Linked DNA regions of Mus musculus: regions 1 and 2 are each linked to region 3. A link is a contact called in public promoter capture Hi-C data. All regions are on one chromosome and are shown on one strand. The core of a region is the stretch at or near the end of the contact, and the rest is flanking DNA. Distances in the headings are between cores, read along the strand shown.

Region 1 (4,130 bases), core at 12-2,511, 2.1 Mb before region 3:
ACTGGGGGGAGTTTGGGGGTCACACATGACACGTCTATTTAACAGACCGTACAACAGAAACACACAGTCAACAAAATACCAAAGTGGCGGCTAGCAAGGTTACGTCTCAGTCTCCTCATCATTCAACAGCATATTGGGGATCCCGCGGCTGATGGGGAAAAGACGACCAGATTCTGGGCATTGCAGGGTGCCCTCCAGTACATCAACCTGCAGGGGAGCAGGACAAAGCTAAGCACCGGTAGCCTCAGTGGGAGGTCTGGGCAGGCGATGCCCAAGGATTCTCACCTCAAGCAACACGTGGTGCATCTTCCTCAAAAATGTCTCGTCGTGCTCATAGCCTTCAGTCGGCTCTTTGGGTACCTCGGCCAAGTTTAACTGTGGAAAGGAAGCGTACGTGGTCAGTGGGCACACGAACACCGAGGCCGTCCGGGCAGGGAAGAGGCTCAGAGCCTGAGCCCGCCCCCAAGGGGCGACAGAAGGGGCGGGGTCCTTACGGTGTCCGCTGCCTGCACAAGCGCCGCCCACTCCACTTTGGGGATCATCCGCGCCACGAACTCCGGGTTGAACTCCACGGGGTTGATGCGGACCTCAGTGGCCTGCGGGGGGGGGGGGGCGGTAAAAAGGTTTAGCGAGGTAGGTCCGGGTCCCGGAGGCTCCACCCTGAACTATATGGGCGATGAACCCTTGTGCAGTTACCTGCAGGCGCAGCGGGAAGCCACGCGTGCCCACGCCCCGCACATGGGAGCTTAGGAGATTGTGGGTGAGCAGTTTCATGTTGTCACAGCGGAGCGCGTGAGGCCGGAACCGGAAGGAGTCCACACTTCTCCTTTCTACCACTTCCGCTTTGAAGCCGTTGAACTCTTCGCCGGACCGGAAGTGGCCGACTTAGGGGACCTTTTGGGGGGCTTGGCGGCAGCCGAGATCGGAAGGACTGTGTTGGGTCACGTCCTGGTACCGGAAGCGTTTCTCGGGGAGACTGCAAAGGCTTACGCCGAATCCCGCTCGCTGAAGAGAGTACACACTATGCAAGTCACGTGTAAACCGGCTGCGTTACGGCGCAGGTAAAACGAACACATTTGAGGCTCAGCCAGATCATCCCCGACCTCTGTTTGCGGCTATGGGTCACGAACTGTCACGTCGGTAAACCAGGCACCTCTTTCTGCGATTGAAGAAGGTGTGCGAGCCCTGAGAGCCCCGCCGCGTCGTAGTGCGTCACGGCCCTGCCCCTCTAAGCCGGCGCTGTGGCTGCGACGTGGGACGTGCGGCGTGGGCGGAGCTGTCCCTGCATCCACCTCCTGTGGGCAGAGCCATCTGCGGGTGGGCTGCGGCAGCGGGGCGGGTATGCTACAGCTGGGGCTTCGAGTCCTGGGCTGCAAAGCCAGTTCTGTGCTCCGTGCATCGACGTGCTTGGCAGGCAGAGCAGGCCGGAAAGAAGCAGGTTGGGAGTGTGGCGGAGCCCGCAGCTTCAGCAGCTCCGCGGTGACCATGGCCCCGATCAAGGTGACCGGTTTTACCTTTCCTGGGTCCAGCCTATCGCGTCTCTTTGGGTTCCACGCGGGGTCTCGGGCTGTCCTCCTTGACGTTTCTTCTTGTCATGTTTTTTGTAAGACCCTGTCTCTGCTTCTCCGTCCTGGGACATTTCTTGAGCTGCCCTCTCACATCTATGCCACGTCCAGGGACAAGTCCCCACCATTTTCAAGCGACCGAATGCTATGTCATTTCCCACATTCTTAAAATGCCTCTTTTGCCGCTTGGCAGCTTTTCCAACCCTTTCCCCAAAGCCCCAGCACTTTTGTGATTGTACTAAACTCCATTTCATCTCATCTTTTGAAAGAGCCATGGTCCCTTGGGGACCTGGGTTGATCTTTTCCACTTCTGTTTCCACTCTATGTATGCTCACCCCGATCCCGCCCTTCTGTTTGATCTTTCTGGGAATTCTTGAACCTATCCCCTCTCCTGTTTTTGGACTTAATTTTTAGAGAAAGAGAGAGGGAGGGAGAGAGGAAGGGAGGGATGGAGGGAGGGAAGGAAGGGGGGGGGCACACAGAGACAGAGGTTGACTTACTATATAGTCTTGGCTGGCCAGGAACTTGGTGTGTAGACCAGACTGGCCTCAAACTCCTAGAGATCTGTCTGACTCTGCGTCCCGAATGTTAGGATTAAAGGCCCTTTATAAAAAGAAGAAAAAAGAAAAACTTTTAAACATGTACTTAGTGTGTGTGTTTGGTAACAGGCATGTGAGTGTGGTGGTCAGAGGACAATTTTCTCAGGAGTCAGTTCTATCTACCATGTCGCTTGTGGGGCTAGAGCTCAGTTGACCAGGCTTGGTGGTGGGCACCTTTACCTACCCACCTCAGCCTTCCTTTCCTCTTGTGGCTCTGAAAGCCCCCAGGTGGGCTGACACTTCCCACCGACCCCAAGAGCCTACATCCTGAACATTTTGGCTTACATAGCTAACCTGGTTTTCCAAAGTGTTTCTCCTGGTGTGTGGATAGGATTTTTCTTCCTGCCTGTTACCAGGCGGTTTCTCAACCCCAAACATAGCCCTCTGTACCCCTCCTCTGTGCATTGACCCATCTTGGGTGGCTTGTTTATACAGTATTGCAACACTTGAGAAGGCCTCTCCCTTTCTCTGTTGCCACCAACTGGCCTTAAGCAGAATCAGTCATGTAGGATGTGGGGCAGGCAGGACATACAGGAGAGCGAGGACAGAAATGGACCCCTGAACCGCCAGGCACTTTTTCTGCTGGGTGTGAGCACTGGCTCCATCAAGGTCTATCTGTGTGGCTGTGGTTCACTAGTCTCTCTTCACTCTGTTTTACCCTGGAGTCTTTTTCTCCAGGTGGGAGATGCCATTCCCTCAGTGGAGGTATTTGAAGGGGAACCGGGAAAGAAGGTGAACTTGGCAGAGCTGTTCAAGGGCAAGAAAGGTGTTTTGTTTGGAGTCCCTGGGGCATTTACACCTGGCTGTTCTAAGGTGAGACTTCTCCTTTCGAGAATCAGAAACTGGGGACCAGGAGTGTGGGAGAAAAGAACCCACATTAAATCTGATAGCTCTGATTGACGCTGGTGGTGGAAGCCCTTGGGACTCGGGCTAATGAGACAAAAGATTTGCCTATGGTCTTGACCATACACCCTTAGGTCCAAGCTTCCTAGTAGCCAAGGCAAAAAGGAAGTGGCCAGTTTCACACTGGTTTCCTTACCCTGGTCAGGGATGTTAGGAAATAGGGGGAGCAGGCTGAGCAACTGCAGTTGCTCTCCTTTGACCTTTTGTTTTCCTCTCAGACCCACCTGCCTGGGTTTGTGGAGCAAGCTGGAGCTCTGAAGGCCAAGGGAGCGCAGGTGGTGGCCTGTCTGAGCGTTAATGACGTCTTTGTGATTGAAGAGTGGGGTCGAGCCCACCAGGCAGAAGGCAAGGTGAGGTGTGGGGCCCGTGAGGGGGACGGGGCCAGGTAGGAAGTTTCCTTGTTTTTGTGACATGTTATTTACTCATTTTGTGTGTGGGGTGGGCACTTGTGCCATCATGCACGAGTGGAAGTCGAGGCTAACCTGTGAGACCTGAGTCTCTCTTACCAGGTGGGGTCGTGGGGACTGAGCTCAGGTTGCCAGACTTGGCAGCAAGCACCTTCACTCACCGAGCCCTCTCACTCCTTGTGACATTTATTCTCTTTTCTGCAGGTTCGGCTCCTGGCTGACCCCACTGGAGCCTTTGGGAAGGTGAGTGTGCCATCCTTCCCTCAGCCTGCGGTTGGTCCTGGAGGGACATGTTATATGGGAGCAGCCCCGGGCCTGTGTGGGGGTTTCTGACCCCCATCTCTGCCTGTTCCCTAGGCGACAGACTTATTATTGGATGATTCTTTGGTGTCTCTCTTTGGGAATCGTCGGCTGAAAAGGTAAAGTAGACCCCCTCCCCCCAGCCTCTCCCTGTTGGCACCCAGCCCCTCCCTGTTGGCACTAGGGGCCCTGGCTGCTGCCTGGGCTTCTGCAGCTGGACCTCTTTCCGGCAGGTTCTCCATGGTGATAGACAACGGCATAGTGAAGGCACTGAACGTGGAGCCAGATGGCACAGGCCTCACCTGCAGCCTGGCCCCCAACATCCTCTCTCAACTCTGAGGCCCTGGCCAGATGTC
Region 2 (3,976 bases), core at 399-2,898, 2.1 Mb before region 3:
AATAGGAGGTATCACCCACTTTCTCTGTTGAGTATACACTTGCAATATTGTTCCTTGTGGCTGCCCCTTTCATGCCTCAATCCTGCCTTCATATGACTGGAAAGCCTTTTTTTTTTCTTTCTTTTTTTCAAGACAGGGTTTCTCTGTATAGCCCTGGCTGTCCTGGAACTCACTCTGTAGACCAGGCTGGTCTGGATTTTGAACTCAGAAATCCACCTGCCTCTGCCTCCCAAGTGCTGGGATTAAAGGCATGCGCCACTAATGCCCGACTGGAAAGCCTTTTTAAAGAAACACACCCAGAGTCTTCTCCACCTACAATCCCTGGCATCCCAGGATTCATCAGCTGCTGTTTGAGATTCCTAACCTACTTGGTCCAGGCTCAGTGTCTACCCTTCTCCACTGTCCTGGGTAGTGTGGGAAGGCTAGCGAAGCACCAAGGCTTTGGCCTGCTACAGAACATTCAGGGACAGAAGTAACTGAAAGTAGCCGCCCTAATGAAGGGACTGACACTGAGGTCATGATCTTGGTGGTATCAAAGCAGGAGTAGGGTAAACTAAAGAATTCCTCAAGATGATGATCATCACATAATTACTTACCCATCCATGAGAGTCTCACATAGCCTGCATGACCTTAAACTTCCTGGCTTCATACATGTTTGGCAAATATTACTGATTTACTGCATCTTCAGCCCTGATGCTGCTTTTGAACTTTCTCTTTTAAGAAAATGTCTCCTGTATCCTAGGCTGACTCAGAATTCTTCATGTAGCTGGAATGTCCTTGAATTTCTGATCCCTCTATATCTACCTCTAGAGTGTTGACATTACAGTCATGGGACAGCACACCATTTTTTATCATGTTTAAATAACTTTCTCAGCAGTGATATTGGTGATCATGCTCTGGCTCAGTGAAGGTTAGGATTTGAGAGCTAAACATTCAGAACCCACTAAGCTTCATCAGATATGCAGTATGCTTCTCTTGGGGTCAACATCATGATTATCTTCCATTGGTATCTGAATAAATGGTCTTAGCAGGGCAAACGGCCTAAGACGGGTATGAAATCACTAGACTCCATAGCCTAACTCAGGTTTGGCTTCCTCTAAATTTCAGGATCTTTAGGTTAGAGAATGTGTCTCCTGGGCAGTGAATGATAGACCTGGCCCAGGAGACGTTTGTTCACCCACAGATGAGACTTGACACTGTAGACCACAAGATGAAAGGGGTCCGCATAGCTCAGGGCCATGTGGTATGGGTGTCATAGAGCGCACCACCAAAAGAACGAACTTAGTCAAGGTCACGCAGCCAGCCAAGAAATGAAAGAACTAAGATTCAAATCCGGGTTGTCGCTCCGAACCCCTAGCCTCTTCCCACAACAACTACCCAAAGGCGTGCCGGTCAGGAAGTCAGCACGGTGCCTGCTAGAACCCCTCCAGGCGCGTGCAGTCATACTTGCTTGACCATGTCACCTTGGCTGGAACTGCCTTCTGTCTCTCGGACACAACTTTTGCCAAACTAGACCCGGAATCTGAACCCCGGAAGTGACGTTGTCACGCAGTCACTCAGGAGGCAGGGCCAAATGAGAAGCCCCGCCCATAGATGCAGCAGCGGGTTTTGGACGGTCCAATGAGGGCGGGCAGCGTGTCCCGCCCTGTAGCGACGAAGACGCGCCTGCGCAGAAGTGACAGCACGAGCGGGATTGGCTCCGGGGGCGCGGCGAGGAGGTGAGCGGGGGGCCACAGCCCAGGCTGGGGGATCCGGGTGCAGGAGGGCAACCTGGGGCAGGCCGGCCTGAAGCGGGCCGGAGTCCGCGTGCCAGCCAGGGGCAGCAAACGAAGGAATTGGGGCTGGGGTCCGGCCTCTGGCAATGCCGCAGGGGGCGGGCTCTCACGCCGTACGGGGCGGAGCCCTGGGGCTCGGGGCGGGGCGCGGAACAGCGGTGGGAGGGACAACGGAGCCAGTGCGAGTTGAGGGCGGAACCCAGTGGCCCATAGCTGGAGTAGGAGGCGTGGGGGGCGGGGCTTGGGGTTTAGAGGAGGAGCTGGAGCAGGTGGAAAGTGGAGCCTTTGGCTCGGAGACAGAGGGCGTGAGATCCCAGTCGTTGGAGGTGGGACTTCAGTCAGTGAGTGGCGTGGCCCCTCTGCTGGAGACTAGGTCTAACATTGCGGAGGGTGGAGCTGCAGGTCAGGGGGCGGAGCTTCACGCCGTAAAGGGTGGGGCCAAGGAGCCTTGCGCAGAGCTAAGCTTGAGCTATGGCCGGGGGCGTCCACGCGGGGGCGGTCTCCGTGGTGGCCGCGCCTGGGGTCGCGGTAGACCGAGAACTCCCCCTGGAGAGGTGGTGTGGGTGGAGCGAGCTCGGCGCCCTGCTGACTCTGAGCCAGTTTGGGTTCCCCGGAGGCCCCCAAGAGCTCAGAGTTGGGGAGGTGCCCCTGGTGGAGGAGGCACGGGGCCGGACTGGGGGGTGCCCCCGGAGGACCGGGGCTCCTCAGAGCCACCTAGTGGAGATGTGTGGGTGCCTCGGGGCCGAACACCTGCAGCAGCCGCAGATGTGTGGGTGTGCTGGACAGGGGGCAGCTGGGTGTGGCGGGAGTGGGGTCGTCCAGTCGGGACAAATCCGGTGCAATCAGATAGGGTTTGGACTTTGCGTAAAGGGGCTAGCGGGAACTGAAGAACGGAGATGGGGACTGGGAGGGAGAGAAGGTCAGGTAGTGAGCAAAGGGAGGGGGCACTGGCTGCTGTGGCCTCCCCTGACCCCCTCCCCTCGCTGCTGGGGTCCTCGGTCAAGCCCCCTTCTCACTGGACTGGTAAGTGTGGCTACAGAGCCCAGGGGAGGGGGTGGTGACCCAGGACTGTGGGATTCCCCAGAAACAGGCAAGATATAATGGGGAGTTGGCGTCCTCCTGATACAGACTGAAGACGTCCCATGACTCCACCCCCCAGTTTTTTGGTTGGGGGTGGGGTGGCCTTTGCCTACAGAGACATGAGGCTGAGCTGGATCCTGACAATACTGTCCATTTGCCTGAGTGCCCTGGCAGCAGCCACGGGGGCCGAAGGCAAACGGAAGCTGCAGATTGGAGTGAAGAAACGTGTGGACCACTGTCCTATCAAGTCTAGAAAGGGAGATGTCTTACACATGCACTACACGGTAAGTGTCAGAGTGGAGCAGCCTCTGGGGCTTTGGCAGGTTTCAGGACCTGAAAGGACTTTGGCATCTGTTTTTTCTCAGCTAGGTAGATAACCTCAAACACATCTATCCCCCTTTGACCTCTAAGCTCCTTCCCACGATTCTATCTTGCTTTTCAGTTTACTCAGCTAGATATCAGCATCCAAATTAACACACATGAGCTACCCAAGGCATTGGCCCTGGGGCTGTGGTGGGGAGACTAGCTGGGTGGAAGGGTTGTGGACTTGTCACCTCTCCTTACTAGTTTTCCCATGGTCTCACAGGGAAAGCTAGAAGATGGGACGGAGTTTGACAGCAGCCTACCACAGAACCAGCCCTTTGTTTTCTCCCTTGGCACTGGCCAGGTTATCAAGGGCTGGGACCAGGGGCTGCTGGGGTAAGTCTGGTCTGGGGTACATGTTGTAGTGAGTGATCCAGCAAGCGAGCTGTGGGAGGAAGGCCCAGCTGTGGGACAGGGGTCTGGGCGCTTCATGTGCTAAGCATGTGTCATCCTGCAGGATGTGTGAAGGGGAAAAGCGGAAGTTGGTGATCCCATCCGAGCTGGGTAAGAGGCCCTTGGGGTTGGGAGGTAATGGGGAGAGGGCTTAGATGTGCCTAAGGATGAATTAAAGTTTCACTGGTCCCCACTCCATTTAGTCATGGCAGCATATACGCCACTTTCAAGTCTGGCTTGTGTTCAGCAGCCAGGATTGAGGAAAGCTCGCGCTAGCTGAGCTGGTGACAACTGCAGAGCAGTAGAGAGTGACAATTGTAGATCGCTCAGTGCCAGACTTTTGGTGTTCTCACCCTCTCCTGTCA
Region 3 (3,960 bases), core at 1,445-3,944:
AACGCCTGGCTGCTGCTCCCTGTGAAAGTGCATGATTGGCGGAAGGTTTTCTGGGCCTGGGTCAGATTGCGAATCCGCCGCTGCTGCTGGAGCCAGTACAGCATCTCCACTTTGTCCTGCTTCATCTTCTTCAGATAGCTCCGCCCCTTGAAGGTCACTGGCTCCCCAAAGACTGACTCTATCCTTTCCAACAAGGAAACCAAATTAGATTCCATTCGATTGAGCTTCCTTTGGAGATAGCTACGGAACCGATTCTCCTCCAGTAACCGATTCATCAACAAATCAGGCTTTTGGAAGAAACGATTGGGATCAGAGGCTTGTTGCTCAAACCACTCCAGTCTTCCTAGCAACGACTCCCTCTTTTGAATGGGCTTCAGGACCTGCTCCCAAGCCTTGATCAATGCTGGTAGCTGTTGCAGGCGTGCATTGGAGCTGTATTTAATAACCATGTCTAGCCGATTCTGTTCAGGGACTTCCAACATGACCCACAGTCGTTTGAGACGCTGCTGCAAGTTATGAATGTAGGCTCTCCCAGGTCCTGAGCCATCCTCTATCACTGAGCTCCAATCCCATTTTCCTTGCATGAACTCTAGCTCTTCATCTTGCAGCAGGGGAGGGGGTTGCTGAATATCTAGGTACTCTTGGACAGGGACTGGTACCTCCACAGGAGCCTCTTTTTCATACATTTGGAAGATGACGTGGAGGAAATCCGACTCCTGAAAGGAGAGGTACTTGAAGTAGTCCTCTGAAGACACCGAGGGTTTCAGCCAATTCATCCATACACCGTGTCTGTTTGGTCGCTTGTCCCAGCTTTTGTGCCTTGGGAGTAATGTGAGAGAGGGCACCTTCTCAGGGACTGGCTTCGGAGTGCTTGTTCTTCTGGAGTAAAATCCAACCAGATTACGGTTGATGATTGGCATATGTTTATCTTGGTGTAGAAAAGATGAGGCCAAGTAGGAGGACCAATCTTTATCTGCTGAAGGCTCAATTTGGTCTCCTTCCTCAAAAGATAAGTGACTAACAGAGACTCGGCTCATCAACTCCTTGTAGACCTCTCCGGTGGTGTTCCCAACAAGACGATCCGCATCCATTTCTTCAATGGCTTTACCATCCAGTTCCCCAGTCAGATGGTTGTATAGGACTCCAGCCCCCTCAACGTGGAAAGAGTCGTTAAAGTATCTTTCAGAGAGTTGCACAGTAGCTACCTGGACTATAACTTGATCATGTACCTTCAAAGCAACAGTGACTGGCTGTGGGTGTAGTGGGATGATTCTCGGGGGTTGGAGATCCCACTTTCCGGAGGCTTCTTCCTCCTGCAGGCTTTTGATCATTTGCTGCAGTTTCTCTAGGTGGTGCTGGGCAGTTAGGCGCCGGGTAAGGACCCCGAGGAGGGGAGGCAGGCCAGAGTCCAGCAGGGAGTATCGACTCCACTCCATTCTCATGATCTTCATTTTCTGCTTCAGATCCTCAGCCACTATGTCCCGGAATGGCAGTGGTTTACTCTCTGAAGCCAAGATCAGCGGGGTGAGGGGATGAGGAGAGGGAGGAAGAAGGCACAACTCATCTGCCAGACTCCACCCCTCATGAAGACAAGGCATGGACTGGCCCCTTTGGAGCCAGGAATGGACTGGTGAGGTGGGGAATTGGTGACTCTCACTGCTGGGAGAATGACTAGGCAGTGGTACCATCGGTGAGGGTCTCGATTCAATTTCTTTATCCTTTATCATGGAGGGCACCCAGAGGAGCTGCTGTCTACTCTTCAGCTGGGGGATGGATTTCAACTCTTCCACTGGATCAGGTTCGGGCTCACTGGGGAAATCATATGGGCGGCTGAGTTGGACAAGGTAGTTCAGGTTGAGGCTAGAGCACGGCATGTGGTCTAAGCCAGTGCTGTGAGGCCAGGGGATTGGACAGAGCTTGAAAGTCCCAGGGGGACAGGGAGGAGGACGCAATTTGACTATGCCTCCCTGGGCGTGCTTTAAATTTAGCAGGGTCTGAAAATCAGCCAGCAGACAGCGATAGACATCAGGACTGGTGAGGAAAACTGTGCAATCCCTGGCAAGGTTTACTGCCAACCGGCTGAGGGTGGCTGATTCAGTGAAGACCCTTCTAGAGGTCGGCAGGGTCACCAGCAGGTGCAGGTAGCGTACGAAGAGCTGCTCACTACTGATCAGCACGTAGGACTCGAGCCGCTGCCGCAGCTTCTGGTTGTTTTCGTAGTCCAGAATGGGTTCTATAGGAGGTTCCCGCCAGTTGCACTTCAGCTCTTCTAGAATAACCTCAGTGAGACGAAGTCGGTCCTTGGCAGTTACTCGTGCCGCCCGCCCGCTGCTTGCTAGCCGCTTGGACACTTGGCGGCACAGCGGCCCAACTTTCAGCTTCGCCAGCGGGATGGATTGCAAGGGCGTGGCATCTTGAGAGGGGCGCTTCGGAGGCTCTGGAGGAGGCTTCGCCTTGCTGGGGAAGAGCGACAGCGGACTCAGCAACCGGTGGTAAATCGGCTTGAGGTCAGGTTCCTGACTGTGTGGTTCCATCTTTACCAGGTGGTTCCGGCTGAGCGGGTAGAGGACGCCAAATGGTTACTAAGGAAACTGCATCAATGCGCCTGCGCAGCCGGTAGCACTACCGGACAGCTCAGAGGCCTCAGCCTAGGGAGCGCACGCGCCAAGGAGGTGGAGCTAAGGGCGGCCTCCGAGACTCCGCCCATCCCACAAAGTAGAGTTGTGTTGGTCTCTGGACCCTACCGGTTCGGTGCGGCCTAGGCAGTGACAACAGCTAGGATGGCTTCGAAGTCGGGGGACGGTGGGACTGTGTGTGCGGTGAGTGAAAGCTTCATGTGGAGCCTCGCATAACTTCAGCCCTTGGGGTGATCAATATCTTGGGAAGCCAGGAAAGAACAGGCTCCTGGGGAGGTGAAATTCCGGGGTTAGGACGGAGATGCCCCTCACGGGAGGGGGGTTGGTGGTAAAGACCGCGATCCTGGAATGTTCATGAGATAATAAAGGAGGAATTTGAAGAGAAGTCAAGTGCAATGTGTGCAAAGAGACATAGGGGATGAGGTGGCGAGTAAGGATCATGTCTGACATGTGCCCTGGCCTTGCTTCCCTTACAGTTGGAGTTTGCAGTGCAGATGAGTTGTCAGAGCTGTGTGGATGCTGTGCACAAGACCCTGAAAGGGGTGGCAGGTAAGAGTAGACAATCTTTCTGGGATCAGCCAGGGGTTTGTGTTTAGCCGTATTCCGGTTGCATAGATGCAGAAAGAATGAAAGGAAGTTTCTCAGAGTCCGGGAGATGCAGAGCCTAGAGTATAGGCCTCAAGCTTTGCCTAGCCAGAGCTTTCTTCTAGTACAAACTGCCTGTCCAGCTGCTGAACAGCATGGAACTAGCCAGAGTATAGAGCACTTCCTACCAAGGGCATTCTAGAGGGGGAGGGGGGCGGGCATTTGAGGTCTGGCTTGGGAAATAGAACAGTTCTGAGAAAGCAGACAACATCCCTGGCCCAATTCAGGGACTTTAAGCCAGGAGGTCTGCAGGTGGGTGACCTGGCAGAAGAGGAAAGATATGAAAGGCAGAGTCATTTTCCTGACGCTAGAAACTGGCTGTTTTGGATTCTGTTAAATGTTCATTCAACCTTTCAGCCAGTATAGATTAGACACTGGGGGTTTCTGAGGGAAAATGTTTACCCCTATGCTTAGGTAAAGATCGTATAAGCTTTGGCAAAGGAGCGCTCCTAGAACACTTCCTTGGGAAGCCATGGTGGCAAAGGGAAAGAAGGAGATGAGAGTCTGAAGCCAGGACACTGGCAGGGGTGGGGTGGGGAACCCCAGTGCGTATAGTTCCACAGATGTACAGCTTCGTGCTTATTTTCTGTGTTTCTGTTTCTTCAGTGTTTGAACAGTGTTCATAGCTCAGTGTTGTCATGAGGAGTGAATTAGTTGATACAAGTCTTGAGCCTGTAGT

Evidence for each region. Promoter capture Hi-C pulls out the DNA fragments that hold promoters and counts their contacts.
Region 1: a promoter capture Hi-C map of liver shows a contact between it and region 3, with 2.4 times the contacts expected there. A contact is called at or near these places in 2 of 39 promoter capture datasets (both in liver).
Region 2: a contact with region 3 is called in a promoter capture Hi-C map of pre-B cells, with 2.2 times the contacts expected there. A contact is called at or near these places in 3 of 39 promoter capture datasets (liver and pre-B cells) and 1 of 130 datasets of targeted methods (astrocytes).

The regions. Positions count from the first base shown.
Region 1 is chr19:6,906,829-6,910,958 of GRCm38.p6, reverse strand. It overlaps Trmt112 (tRNA methyltransferase 11-2), which reads right to left and starts at 1,261. Exons shown (of 4, transcript NM_001166370.1): 1 at 697-1,261; 2 at 495-596; 3 at 286-375; 4 at 1-207. The coding sequence starts at 774. The coding sequence ends at 100. Prdx5 (peroxiredoxin 5) reads left to right here and starts at 853. Exons shown (of 6, transcript NM_012021.3): 1 at 853-1,500; 2 at 2,843-2,977; 3 at 3,286-3,417; 4 at 3,679-3,717; 5 at 3,832-3,893; 6 at 4,008-4,130. The coding sequence starts at 1,342. The coding sequence ends at 4,113.
Region 2 is chr19:6,978,136-6,982,111 of GRCm38.p6, reverse strand. Fkbp2 (FK506 binding protein 2) reads left to right here and starts at 1,648. Exons shown (of 6, transcript NM_001166368.2): 1 at 1,648-1,718; 2 at 2,971-3,139; 3 at 3,442-3,554; 4 at 3,676-3,722. The coding sequence starts at 2,975. LOC114841036 (Uncharacterized protein LOC114841036) reads left to right here and starts at 1,672. Exons shown (of 6, transcript NM_001370419.1): 1 at 1,672-2,798; 2 at 2,971-3,139; 3 at 3,442-3,554; 4 at 3,676-3,722. The coding sequence starts at 1,862. The coding sequence ends at 2,662.
Region 3 is chr19:4,838,056-4,842,015 of GRCm38.p6, reverse strand. It overlaps Ccs (copper chaperone for superoxide dismutase), which reads left to right and starts at 2,694. Exons shown (of 8, transcript NM_016892.3): 1 at 2,694-2,819; 2 at 3,113-3,185. The coding sequence starts at 2,781. Ccdc87 (coiled-coil domain containing 87) reads right to left here and starts at 2,650. Exons shown (of 1, transcript NM_207268.3): 1 at 1-2,650. The coding sequence starts at 2,534.